2 separate regions of the Danio rerio genome follow, and region 1 is linked to region 2. Evidence: chromatin contacts called from public Micro-C data. All regions are on one chromosome and are shown on one strand. Each heading gives the region's core, a stretch centred on a gene start, on an enhancer-like site or on the middle of the called end of the contact. The rest is flanking DNA. Distances are from core to core; before and after follow the strand shown.

Evidence for each region. Hi-C and Micro-C count contacts between places; a contact is called where the count stands out from the background.
Region 1: a Micro-C map of caudal fin shows a contact between it and region 2, with 2.6 times the contacts expected there. The contact joins the promoter of cebpg here to the promoter of tent4b in region 2. A contact is called at or near these places in 1 of 18 Hi-C or Micro-C datasets (caudal fin) and 2 of 4 datasets of contacts at active chromatin or transcription factors (caudal fin and embryo).

What each region holds. Positions count from the first base shown.
Region 1 is chr7:38,301,482-38,308,686 of GRCz12tu, forward strand. It overlaps cebpg (CCAAT enhancer binding protein gamma), which reads left to right and starts at 2,349. Exons shown (of 3, transcript NM_131886.2): 1 at 2,349-2,482; 2 at 3,481-3,714; 3 at 5,941-7,205. The coding sequence starts at 3,598. The coding sequence ends at 6,315. All of the region lies in intron 2 of LOC141375405 (a long non-coding RNA gene), which reads right to left. cebpa (CCAAT enhancer binding protein alpha) reads right to left here and starts at 554. Exons shown (of 1, transcript NM_131885.2): 1 at 1-554. The coding sequence starts at 340.
Region 2 is chr7:38,106,835-38,114,298 of GRCz12tu, forward strand. It overlaps tent4b (terminal nucleotidyltransferase 4B), which reads right to left and starts at 3,173. Exons shown (of 12, transcript NM_001326696.1): 1 at 2,230-3,173. The coding sequence starts at 2,729. It overlaps heatr3 (HEAT repeat containing 3), which reads right to left. Exons shown (of 15, transcript NM_200889.1): 14 at 6,476-6,652; 15 at 5,845-6,119. The coding sequence ends at 6,006.

The DNA.
Region 1 (7,205 bases), core at 1,099-3,598, 190 kb after region 2:
CGTAGATGGGTTCTAGTTTGGAAGAATCCATGTAGCCGTTCAGGCAGCCATACATCTGCGGGGCCCCCGGCGCGCCATTGGCACCGTGGTGGTAGTCGTAGTCTCCGCTCGCCAGTTTGAGCTTCTCTTGCTTGGAGCTGTTGTGGAATAAGTCAGCCAGGAACTCGTCGTTGAAGGCAGACGGATCAATGTAGGCGCTGATGTCGATGGAGTTCTCGTTCTCGCAGATCTCGCTCAGGTCTCCAGCGGTGTCTTTGTAGATGTAGGGGTTCTGCTGATTCTGTACAAGGCTGGTCATTAGTGGCCGTGGGGCGACCTCGTAGAGGTTTGCTTGCTCCATGGAGTATCTAAAACCCGCCAGACATGGTGAAGAGCTCCGGGAATCCAGCTTGGTCGCAGTACCGGAGAAAGCCGTGCTGGCTGCAAGTTCTCTGGACAGGTGAGTAAGCAACCTGTCGTGACTGTGCACTTGGCGGTAAAGTGGATGCGAGTTTAAAGGCTGAAACGCCACACGGGATCTCCTTTAAGATGACACTTGCAACCTCAGTGTGTGAGCTTCACGTCTGTCAAGTACTTTTCTGAGTGCACTTATATAGTCTTTGGAGTTTGGAGGGCGGTCCTAATGCTTTCCTGAGTGATCTGTGCGCGAGAGCGCAGCGGACGCACTGATAGACCTAGAACTACATAAATGTTATTATTACCGGATGAAAAAAATATATATATATACATATTATCGTTTTATGCTGATTAAAATAGTTATTAAAACAAGGCGTCTTTGTTTTTTTCATATTAACTGTTTCTTAACGTTTTGATGCTCAAATAGGTGCAAGTGGGAAATGTGCAGGACTTTGGACGTTTTGGGGTGTGTGAGTAATTCAAATTGAATTTGCAAGAAATTTGCACTGGGGAAATGATTTTCGTTAGGAGAGAAGAGGTAAGCGCGGACTGAAGGATGAGAGCAATTACAACGACAAACATTTACGGAGAACTGTCGCTCAGCACCTTCTGAATGAAACACAAATTAACGTAGAAGCATCTTTCAATAAACTGGATGTAATGATTTTTTAGGTGTACAATAATGCACAATAGCCTAATGACACATGACATTTTCTGATAAATACATAACATAATTTATTCACACACAAATAAACATTCAAAAGTGAGATTTGGGCATCCCCTTGAAGATTTAAATTAGATTAGATTAAAATGGGTTTGCTGGTCGCTTCAACATAATTGTACTGTTCATAAACGCTAGGGAGAATGTTTGCGCACAACAATGAATACGCCGCCTTTGCCAAAACCAACAGAGCATCACATGTCTCCCCATAGTGCGAGAAAAGCTGAGGAACTTGACAATTGCGCTGAAGTTGGAGCGTGAGGATCGGGCATTAATCAGTGCGTGCGCAGTATGGGAGCTCCCTCTATTGTTACAGCGCGGGCCTGGCACCTAAAGAATGAGACGAGAAACCAACAGACATGCCGCCAGCAATAGATAAGTTATAATTGACCTTTTTCCCTATTGTTTACAATTGTATTACTTAAGCAGGAACTGGACATGTTCATGTTAGAGCCCTGCATGAGCTTAACGAGTTGTTGCATGCCATTAATTAAAGAAATGTAGTACCTGATGGTAAGGTCCATGATTTACTTGCAACAGAATACAAAATAAATAAACAGGGGAAAAGAAATGTGATAAATTAAAGATGGACCTAAAATATTACTCATGAATTGAAGTTGTTTAGCGAGATAGACACAAGCTTCTATGAGAAGGCTATTTTTAGGTTTTCCAGATATAAAATGAAAATGCTATGTAACAAAAAGCTGGAACATTAAAATTATTTTTACTTACCCTTACACGTGGAGTTACTACAAAAAGACACAGTTAAACTACCACAAATGAACAATGATTTGGCTACTCTTAAAGTTTAATGTTAGCAATACTGTCGGTAAAAACTGCAATCAATTGGCAATAAAAAACATGGTTAACTTACCACAATTTTACTATAGGCTAACCATTTTTAGGGGTAATTTAGCCCAGCTCTCCTTTCTATTTTAATAGTTTCTTAATGTACTATAGAATATTAATCTGCATTTATGCATGTAACACAATTCATAATTCATAAATAATGAGTAAATCTTATGTTTTCATTTTCATTGCAAAAAATAAAGCTATATTTTACATTGTTTAGTATTCTTGACAGATCTCAAGCTGTAATGCATAAAAACGCCTCAAACAGAGATGTGCAGCCTGATTGGTTCTCGGACATGTCAATCAAAGAGTGCATTTCGTCATTTTTCCAACCCTCTGGTTTGATTGGCTGCAAGAGTAGATTTCCCTACATGGTCACAAGATTTCGCAATACTCCCAAGCGCCGCTTTACCAAACAATAACACCTCAACCTGTGCTTATTTTTCCGTGAACAAAGAGGACATTATTCTTTATTTACCCGAGCGGAGGACTTATAAGGCACGAACGTTCGAGGTAAGTTGTATGGGGTTATCTTGTGCTATACAGACTGTCGAATTTAGTTTTTATCAATTACACGATGAGAGGATCCGTGCCGCTCACTCGATTGCAAAACAGCTTCAACTCCCGGATCTGGGGCCAGCGAGTGCTTTATAAGCCAATATTAGACATAATCGTGCTCGAATGTGTCTCGTTATTGTTCATTCGCGTAATTTCGGTCAAAAAAACAGCCTGTTTGAGCTTTCAGCTCATTGTTAGAGCCCTGACGTCATGGTTAGGAATGTGCCAGCTAATTAGCCAACCTGCTAACCTGCAGTAGATCTTGCTGGCTTTAGACGCCCGTAGACTTCAAGTAACGTTAACACTCGTGTCTTCGTTATGGGTGCTGTTTAACGCGATCCGTTACAAAATATTTAGTAGATATGCTGCCATTTTGAATGTATTCATGCTGTTGTTAGCGTAAGTCAACGGTATTCCCCTTCATTCCCATAGTTCCGTGTATGATGTAACCACAGTGCCACGATTAAAAACAGCCTAAAACACACTGGCCTGCTTTAAAATGACCACCTTAAAACTTAAGTCTGCCTTACAGTAGCTTCACTGTCCTAATGTTTGTTTAAAATGTTAACTTTAGCTGGGCATAGTTCTGCATGACTACGGAGTTTCCCTACTCCCGTGTACAAAGGAGCGGGTGGGAGCGCGAGCGATGATGCAACCGCGGGCAACACTTGAGCTCGCGCTCGTAGGAGAGAGAAGGAAATTTTGCCACATATGCACATTGACATGGCAGCACGGTCGGATTACAACAACATAATGCTAACGGATGAGCACAAGCACTTCACCAGAGTTTTAGGTGTTGCAGCATTTTGCTGAAATAATGCGTTTTCGCGCCGAGCATCTGTTCAGGTGGGAATTTTGTGGTATTAAATTATGCAGAAGTGTGATGAAGAATGATGCTTATGTGTGCAGAGTACTTTTTCTAACTTCTTTCTCTCCTCCTGTCTGGTTTTTAGGCACACCGCTGCATCCTGTGTTTTTTTCACAATAACAGCTAACAATAACTCCAGTTTCGCGAAGGCTGACAACGAAGGTCAGAGAGGGCGAGCGACGGACATTGGAAGTGGATCCAAATGAGCAAGCAGTTGCAACAGAAAATATCCAGCACAGATCAGAACGGCGTCAGTGTAATACAGAATCAGCCTCATAATAGTGCACTGAACCCAGCAGGAGCTGCAGGTCTACAGCAGGTACATACGTTTACAGTATGATTACTTGTATGACTTTCGAAAGCACGATCAAAACTTTGCAGTGCTTAAAACCATAATAATTGAGCTTATAGTGAACTCACCTAATCAGTTTCCTATAGTCTTAAAAGATGTTTAAATAAAAATAATAGGTTTACAACCCCCACTCTCCTCATAACTTATACTCTCCATAGTTTGCACATTTAAAAATTGCACATATTCATCGCACAACATTGCACCAAGTAATTTTGAATTTAACATACCCTCTGCACATATACAATTGTAATTGTTCATATATATCTGCATACTTCTGATTATTAATAGCAAACTGTACACATATTCATCTATTGTTAATCTCTGTTCAAAACTAATACAACTTGTATAATGTTCATAGTAGCTATATCCATCTGAAAATATTACTCATAGTTTTTCTATAATTGCACTTTATAACTTATACCTATATCATGCACTTGGTGCTATTGCACTGCTGGTTAGACCTAAATGGCATTTTGTTGCCTTGTACTTGTACATGTGTGATGACAATAAAGTTGAATCTAATCTAAATATCAAAACAAGTGTATTGGATATGCCAAGGCCATGACCATTTCTTTAACTTTAGGAGAGATTATTAAAAATTAGGTATAAAGAAATGGTATGTTGAGGGAAAATTTAGGTCTTGTTTGGTAGAAATCATTATGCTCTAAATGCAAATAATATTTGAAATTAGCCCATATTGACTCTTATTTATATGCCTAATATTAAAAAAAAAAAACAATTATTGCAACATTTATATTGAATCTCGTTAAGGATTTACATATGAACACAACAGACATATTTATAATTCAAAACAACAAAATTTGAGGTGAACAGGAGTTTGCTTCCATCATAAACATTTCTATTTTAAATAGGGCTGGGCGAATAATCGAAAAGTAATCGAAAACGACATTTATCGATAAAATTATTTCCTAGGTCAATTATTTTAATTACTTTCCTTACCGTGTGTGGAGTCCCATGCCCCTGCTCTTTTAAGGCTGATTTAAACTTCTGGGTCGAACAAATGGGTATGGGCCAGTGCAGCCTTTGCATGGTCGCATACCCGTGCACCTCTTAAAAAAATGTAACAACACATCGCACATTTGCACTACATTGACAATGATTGGAAGTTGCGCCAGAGATGCCTTGAGGCGGCATATTTTCCATTACAATAAAATGATTATTTACATTAAAATATTTGTTTACAGAAGATTCAAGTAAAATTATTGATGATGAGAAATATTAAAATATTATTTAGAGTTTATTTTGTTTAGAAGAGATACTGCTTATTTTCTTCTTTTTAAAAACAATGAAAATAATTTATTTTGTTTCCAAAAGTGCAAGTTATTTATTTTCTATTTTTTTAAAGGAAGTAGTGACTGTTGGTTGTAGGCAGTGTGTGTTTTAATTTCAGTTGTTCAACGTTGATGTTCAATAAATAATCATAGATAGTAAATAGTGTGTTTCCTTCATTTATTTTAAAATCCAGTAATGCACCCTTCATTCAAAAATATCTGACTTGTAATATGTGAGAATATTTACTGTACAAATCTTGTTAGTGAACTATGAGGGCAAAGAAATAAAATAATCATTCATTAATCGTAATCAAGTTAAAATCAATCAATTAATCAAGATTTTGATTTTATTTTAAATTGCCCAGCTCTGATTTTAAAACAGTATTGGATTAAATATTTTTTCTACCTCACTTTAGATCAGGGGATACCAATCTTTTTAACCCGCGACCCCCAAAATAACAATGCCAGTGACTTGCGACCTCCAATATCCTCTGAGGTGGTGATCAATATAGAAACCTTGTGTGCAACAGAGCGCGCACACACACCAATAGACCCAAGTCTATTCTTTGTTTAATTTATGTATGCAAGTGCTGTAAATGTGCCAGAAAGTTTAACCTGCTGCCATAAAATCAATCTGGTGCATCTGTCTCTTGCTGTCTCTTTAATATAAAGTTATTACTACAAGGGGCACAATCCAAACGATTAAAAAAAGGCTGTAGCTATAAACTACTATTTTCATCTTCAGTAGGTTATTGATTAAAAAAAAATGGTAATTTTAATGGTTTAACAAAATTAATTATATTTTAGAAAATCACCAAGCGACAGGGACAGATATACACACTCTGTGATTACAGCCCTGGAGTATACCATTGCTAACTGTTACGTATCTTAATTTTGACAGGTTCCTCAATTAGTGCCAGTGAATCCCGGCGGTGGGGGTAAGGCCACAGCACCCAGCAAGATGAAGAAGTCTAATATGGATAAAGACAGCGACGAGTACCGTCAGCGGCGAGAACGCAACAACCTAGCTGTAAAGAAGAGTCGTATGCGCAGCAAACAGAAGGCACAGGACACCCAGCAGCGTGTCAATGAGCTGAAAGAGGAGAATGAGAGACTGGAGGCCAAAATCAAATTGCTTAGCAAAGAACTGAGTGTGCTCAAAGACCTGTTTCTAGAGCATGCTCACAACCTTGCAGACAACGTGCAACCACCTGCTTCTGGTGGAGGCCCTGGAGACCTTTGCAACAACAACAGCGGCAGTAACAGCAGCCAGTGAGGGTTCGTTTGCAATGTGAAGGCTCTCGAGGCGAATCAGTTTTCTTAATCGTATTATGCTTTTCCCCTCCTGTTCCTGGAATGTGTACTGTGTCCGCAGTGTTTTCTGTGTTTTCTGTTGGTACATTCAAATTCAGTTTCTTTTTCACTCGTATCTCGTGGAATGTTATGATATATTCGCCATAGCAACCACAGAAAGTCCGACCCATGCTCTTATTTGATGTGCTGGAGATAACGAAAATATCCAGCAACCATAAAGCGACATGTTCATGAAAGCTTGTGCTGACTTGGAGGGCTGTGAAAGCTTCTCAATAGACAATCCGGAGCAAAGCAGTTGAAATACTAATAGGAAATGCATTCCATCACTCCACTCTATTGTCTAAACTGATGAACAGATGCTGCAATCTTTAAATAATATACATTTTTGCTAGGAATTAGGGCTACCAAACATTTAAGTAAGGATGTCACCAGAAGAGTACTTATTTTGTCTTCTTGCTTTCTGCCTGTCAGCTTAAGTTGATTTGAAACTCTTATTTGTTGACCATGTCTTATTTTAGCACATACACTGTTGTATCTATGGTAACAGACTCTAGACAGACAAAACGTATTGCATCAGACTCCAGACAGTGTCTGCATTACCAGTAGTCTTCAAATCCCTACAGTTAAGCCACCAATTCTGACAAGGGTGGAGAAGGAGAGATAGAGAATATTTGCTCTAGCCTGTTTGTTAGGGTGTTGGTAGCCTAATTAACTCAAACATATTTCATAACAGTCTGTGTAAATACCGTTGATGGTGCAGACAAGATTTATTAGGACTAGTACCTAGACTGGTGCTGAACTTCTTCAATCACCTGATGTGCCCTAAATTGATGAAATGATCTAGATACAGTT
Region 2 (7,464 bases), core at 1,923-4,422:
CATCTTAATAATACTTCAGTTCAACTACTACATTCTTATGTGACTTATTAATAATATGTTTATTTCAGCTTGAAAGCTGGTTGAGTGGACATTTAATGTATAACAAAAATAAAGGCAGAATATTGAGCATATCGGTGAGCATATCGGTTCTATCGGTGGTCTAGATTGATTCATACCAAAAACACTTGCAGTCATCATTGTGATGATGGGAGTAGAAAAAATCCCTAGTTTATAAAAATGAAATAAACAAATGTAAGTCATCATGACTTACAATTGTTGAGTAACCCGAGCGTAAAGTGCAAGGTGTAGATTACTGACTGGCTGAGTGAATGGGAGACAGATAATGATTAATAGAGGCGATAACTATAGTACCGTGACTCTATGAAAAGAATTACAGTAATTCATACAGTTTTGGAGGTTTCTAAATGGGATTAGTCTCACAGTATAAAGTCATGCAAAAGAAAAATATCCTTTAAGATATGCAACAATACATAAATGCAGTAAAGTAATCTTTGATCTTCTAGATTATAGATGTTGCAACCTTGATTTGTTCTACTCTTCCACAAATCACATTATTTCATTTAGTATTTTACATTGGTAATAGCAATTTCCATAACACTAACTGTTACTACTGTAAAATAGTATAACCTACTAGTAACAGCTATAACTATGGCATTGTGACAGAAACCACACATTTATGTAGACTCGTGGTTAGATGTGCCAATTTTTGAATAATACAAAATATTGTGATAATGATCATGAAAATGCAGTCAACATTTTTTTTTTAAACTTAGAAAATGTATTTTAAAAATATTCAGATTGTTAGATTTGCAGCGGGGTTAATCACAAACCTAATGCTTAAACACTTATTAAAGTAGTTTACTCTAAAATTGTATATACAAAAATTAGGGATGCTTCAATTGATTGGCCAGATTGATATCGGCCGATAATCAAGTTTTATGACTTGATCGGTACTCGCTAATCTGGCCGATCACATAAACAGATCGAAAGTGTTCTTTTACAGATTTACAAGCAGAGGAAGATCCATTTAATTTTAAGATCAAACTTTAAGATCAAACTTCTTATGCATCAAGTATGCACTCTAAACTTTATCTCTATTGAGAGATATTGAATTCTTCTTTTATAATTTGAAATGTTCCCAAATTCTACTGTTAGTCATTTTCTTTATAAATTTTTCATCTGTCTTAGCTATTATTTTCTGTAAAGCTGCTTCTGACCATGACATGTCCACAATAAATAGTTACGAGATGTGTTAAGGGAATTTATGAAACATCCTTTGTTTTTTTCTTTTAGGAAAGGATAGATCTCTGCTATCAGGGAAACTTTGCTTTATGCAATGTTAAAGTTACATAAAGCTTGAAAATCAGAATCAGTACTCAGTATCAGCCAATCACAATGACGAGGAATCCGTACTCGGTATCTGCTCCAAAAATCCTAACCGGAGCATCCCTAACAAGAATCTAATAATACACACAAAAATGTTGAATTGGTTTTAGGCCATTAGCTTATGTCAAGAATGTCTTTTGTGATACAAATACAATATGATATGTCTAATCATGGGCGACTGTAAAGTGGTAATTAAAGACAAAGTTTTATCAATTGCTGACCTTATTGATATTCTAGACCTGTATGACTCTCTTCTGCAGAACATAAAATAAGATGTCTCACTGTTTAGTTTAGCTTTTGGTCCATACAGTGGAGGTCAAACTTCTTCAGAATATCTATTTTAGTGTACCACATAATACAGCTTTGAAACAACAAGGAGATGAGTGGACCATATAAATCTTCTTTTTCTGATGAGCATGCTGAATAACACTAAGCTGACCAAGTTTGAGAGAGTTTGAGATGTTAGGGGCCAGCAGAGAGACTCGGGAGAGCAGCTGACAAGCCAGCGCAGGTCATTTAAATGGAAGGATTGCAAAGATACTCCAGACATGCCAAATATGGTGAAGAAACGTCTCGTATGTCAAACCACTGGTAAACCTGCGAGAACCTGATAGTTATTTTAGTGAATGGATGGTCGCAGATCCATCGCCATGTGTTATAGCCTTGTTCCTCAGGTCAAGACATGTTTAACACGTACCGAATAACCCTCCGCCAAGTGTCAAGTGTGTAGGCCAGCTGCTGAGTCCGAGCAAACAAACAGGCCCTGCAACGGGCTTATCATCCAAACACCCACACAAATTTAAAGTTCGCTTCTGCACTCACCCCACTATGCCATCCGAGTAGTTTCTGCTCTTCCACGGGGTGCCCGCGTAGCCGTCCTCCGCCCCGTCCGTCAGCAGCAGACTCCGGTTAAAGCCGTAGGTGCTCGCCTTGTTGTCTCTTTTCCTCTTGCTTGGTAACTCGTTTCCCACTCCTGCGACCCCGCTGCCACCCACTTGCCCCCCTCCGCCGACAACCCTGCCCGGCCTGCTGCTGTTAATGTTGTTAAACGCTTCCAGAGGGATGAAGTCCTGTTGTTCGGAGACCTCGCTGTCGGGTTTGGACCCAGACATGCCCTGTTGGTCCTTGGGTCTACCGCTGCTGCTGTCGGCCGCGTTGCTCGACGCACCGTCGCCGTTGGTCGTCAGTTTGGCGCTGGCTGTGTTGCAGTTGTTGTTAAAGTAGAGGTTTCCCAGCGTCTGTGTCGTGTCCCAGATGTGCATCCACAGGTTGTTGGCCGGTCCGCGCTGTTCTGGCTGAAACCAGGCGATTCTCGGATCCATCAAACGCTGAGCTGATGCAGGCACACTTGCCCCCGGAGCAGAGCCAGGCTCGGTTCACTTCACGTTAACCCACTAACGGGAACACGCTCGCTCGCCCTAGACAGCGACTAAAATATCCTGTGCGGGTCCATCAACGCCTCTCGGGGACGGGAGAACACCACTGTAAACGGACTGTAAAAAGACGTTCTGCTTTTAAAAACGGTCACCGTCAAACTTAAGAGCACGAGGACTGAAGAAACGTGAGTGTCGTCTGTGTCACTGCCTCTGACCCGTTTCTATCTGAGATCGTGTGTCTCAATGGCGGATAGACCCCGACGCGACTGCGCATGCTCTGCCAGGCGCGAGCGAGCGTGAAACGGGGGCGCGCGGACTGTGAGTTACGCAAGAGCGCACGTTACAGCTTCTGTGTTACGTAACAACAACAGCGGGGTTGATACATTGTGGTAATATGAAGCTCTTGTCTGTGTCATGTTTCAGATGTACCCTGTAAAAGGTGGCACTAATCCAATGAGCCGTATATCTAGTGCATGGGGTCCCACTGTTATCTCCTAATTGGATTATTTTGTAATGCACTGACAGAAATTAGATTACGGGAACAGGAGTCCGCAAATAGAATATAAACAGCAGTATTATTACAATGGGACAGGTCCATCCGACTTGTGTTTCTTTGTGCCATTTAAAGCGACAGTGCAATATAAATAGATGTCTATGATACAGGCATAGGACGATAAACGTTTTGATCGGAATTTAAACTGCTTTCGCATGACAAGACCATATATATATATCTTAAAGCAGCGCAAATGTATGTGCATGCTATGATATGATCACGTATGTCTTATTGTGCAATAATCTGGGCTCAAGCTACTCAATCAGTTGTTAAGCCTGTAATGTCACTATACAAATTAACTTTAAAGGTAATGGATCAGAAACCAATAGTGGCATCACTGTCAAAATCTTTAAAAATATCACTTAAGTTTTGATGTTTTTTATAATTAAAGTTTTCATTTTTTAAAACTATGTTTAAGTGTATGCATGGTCTTGCCCCTAAAGTAGGCAGTGAGTTGATACATAAATTCAACAGTGATTAAAGACTAGGGGGTCAGTAAGTGGGAATTGTAGAATCCGCAGATGCAGAACCACTATGGGGGAGTCATCATTTTCAGTGAAAGGTTCACATCTATGAAATGCCATGCCTGTTGATTTAAAACTACAATCAAAACTCCCAGTTTTTTTTTCTGTAAAGCCAAGTATGGTTGAAATCTTTACAGCAATGTGAGCATTAAGTATTCTTTCAGGTTGGTCGGGTTTACATTCCTCTTTAGTATGCAGATTGACTTACATTTTATGTTCGCTGTATTAAGTTTTTTCTAGTTTATTATTATTTTTTTAATTTTAATGTAAAGCCTAACCAGGGATGAGGGCTGGAAATTAGATGTACTTGACATCAGCCGTTTTATTTAGTTTTTTTAGGGCAATAGTATCTTAAACTGAAAAGGACCCTCCACATCAAAAACTACTGTTCCAAAATATTTTAAATGTTTATTAAATAAAATGTGTTCGATGGAGAAACAATTTTTTGTTTTCCCCAGACAAGGTTATCATACTGTTAGAATCTTATATCAGCCCATGCCTACATGATAATTTATAATAATTCTTATTGCGGATATCTACTTGATGGTAAAAAGGCAAAAGATGATTCTCAATCCTTTTAAATGTGATGTAAATGATGAAAAATGTAACAGTAAAAACATATTTCATAATCATTTAATATTCTTGTTTTAATTACAAGGTCACTTTTGACAACTTGTATCAATCATATTTTCTATAACTTTATATTGATTAGATTTGATAAATATTTTACTTATTTTGTGTTTACTCATTTCAAAATGTTTAATGTTTTTATTAAATTCAACGTTATATTTCTCACATTTTTTTCAATGCTTGTCCTCATGTTGACTCACCCAGCCCATTTATAAATGTAGATTTAAAATAGAAAGCTTGAAAATCCTTGAGCAATATTTAATAATTTCTTTTTGCTACAATTAGATATGCAAAGCTAATGGATCATGACTGTTTATGAGGTATATTAAGATAAGTAAAACATAAGATAACCTAACATATATACTACAACATTTCTACATAGACAGGTTTATGAGGGATCGAATACAACTAATAAACATCTGATAATCCACTGTTGCTCTGCTGTGGGCCATAAAGTGCAACATAAAAGCGTTTTGCTGTTCTCACATTATGATGGACTGGGTCAGAGGGGAAACTGAGCAACATAACAGTGTTCATAAAGTAATCTCCAGGCGCTGGTCTATCATCATTTCTCAGATACTCCTCTTTCAGGACAAAACAAGCTTTACCAAAGGTAGAATAACCTGGGCTTTAAAGAGAACTCTCTTATGGGACAGGGTGGCATTGTTTTGTTTGCTTTTTAACATACATGCTGAAATTTAGCTAAAAGACCTCTTAAAGGTAAAGTTCCCGCAGAAATTAAGATGTATTCCCCCCTATGTGGTTAATATGGAGTTTTTATTTTTTGGTTGAATACAAAAGAAGATAACTTGAAGAATGTAGGAAACCAGTAGTCACTGACATCCATAGTAGTAGGAATAAAATATCCTAATGAAAGTGAACGGCTGCCAGTTTGCAACATTTTTCAAAATATATTTTGTGTTAAACAAAAAAAGAAACCCGGAAACAAATGGAGGCTGAGTAAATGATGAAAAATTCAAAAGTTCACACTCAGATATTGCTTGATATTATAAGCAGGTTTTGCATGCTGTCCCAGGCCAGGAGAGAACTCTGAGCTCAGGGCTCATGTAAGGAGGTACAAGATCAGGTAGTTCTCAAGAGCTCCCCCTGGTAAAGGAGGAAAGGGGGTGGGGTGGGGGGATTCTTCAAAAAACAAAGGCGAGGGAGTAATGCTAGACGAGCTATTTACAGTGAGTTTGGAATAATCCAAGTAGTTTACAAATGATTACAGATGAGAGACCTGCCGCGATCAATCATATCACATGCTCCTCTCGAAATTAGTTTGTGAAACTTCATTTCATTTTTTGGGACAAACTGTGCTTTTAATTCTTAAAAGCACCACAAGAGGCCATACTGATAGTTAATGCTTTAATTAAAGCACTCATATGTTTGGTTTTACAAACATTATTTTATGTCTTCATTTCCTCACATAAACACTCTCACATAAAAATAAAACCAAAAAGGATTATAAACAGGAAATGCTAAATAAGAGTTGCTCTGCTGATCACTTAAATCTCATTTTCTTTGCAGGTTCTCCAAGTAGCCGATAAATCTCTTCAGGTTGATCCTTATGTTGTCCAGAACGCAAAGCTGATCAGGGCTGTATTTTCCTTTGCCTTCTTTTCGCAGCTGTGAGGAAACAAACGGTTAAACTGTGAAAAGCCTGCCATCTAAAGGCCGAAGAACATACAGAGATCCAGCAATGGCCATGCTGTGAATGGATAAAAGCAGCTGAAAAAGTACTTTAGAGTTATAAAGTAAAAGATCAGCCAACCAAAACAGATCTGTTGAGCTGGTTTTCAGAGCTTCTTTCTGTCAGGCAGAGATGTGCTTATGCAACAGAACTCAAGCTTGAACCTTGAGCTCAAGCCTGAACATGTATTGGGAGGTTTTTCTGATTTAATATTACAGCTTGGGCGTGTGAATGTGATGGATGAGTGCGCTTGTATATTCCTGGTAATATCTCTTGTTGGCTTTAAACAAACCTTGGCTCTAAACCCTGGTTGAAGGGCTTTGAGAGAAGAAAGCAGGTCAATATTTTTTGCAGCTTTCTCTGCTTCATCGCCATCGGCAAACACGTCGAAGAGAGCATCAAGAGCTTCCCCACACACTACCAGGTTTGCGTCCTTTGTTGCTACATTTAGTAATGCATTTCCAATCAGCTGCAAAAAGAAATAGGGACAATTGTACATGCAATGTGATGACAAATACACTCCAACAACACTGTTCACTGATTAACTTCAGAACGCACAGGCATATTTTATCATACATTTTTCATTTGTACATCAAAATATTTAATATACATCAAAGTGCTGTATAATGGCATAAATGAAGCCATTTGTAATAGTGAATACATTCTACTGAACATATTTAATAAAAACAATGCATTAAATTAGATAAGGTATGCAATATTTTTGTCCATGATAATATTCTGATGTTGTTTTAAGGTTGGGAGCTGACATTCTCTCAAAAAATGACATTTGCTGTTTGTTCAAGCTTTTAAAAAATGAGCTGAATGAGATTTTTGGAGTGACAACTTAATAGTTTTATGTTCAGTTCAATTAAATTTGTTAATACTAATTAACTTTATTCCTTCATGTTGTCCCAACACAAATCACATTAACAGTGTTAAGCTTACTCTAATGCAACAAATATAAAAATTAAAACAAATCTTAAATATCTAAAAGCATAGCCTACGTTAAAATGCATTTAGAATGACCCAACTTTTCAAGTTATCCAAGCAAAATACACTCACTGGCCACTTAATCAGGTACACCTGTCCAACTGCTCATTAATGCAATTTTCTAATCTGCCAATTACATGGCAACTCAGTGCATTTAGGCATGAAGACATGGTCAAGACGATCTTCTGCACTTCAAACCAAATCACCATTAACTCAAATAACCATTTGTTACAACTAAGGTATGCAGAAAAGCATCTCTGAACGCACAACGCACCGAACCTTGAGGCGGAT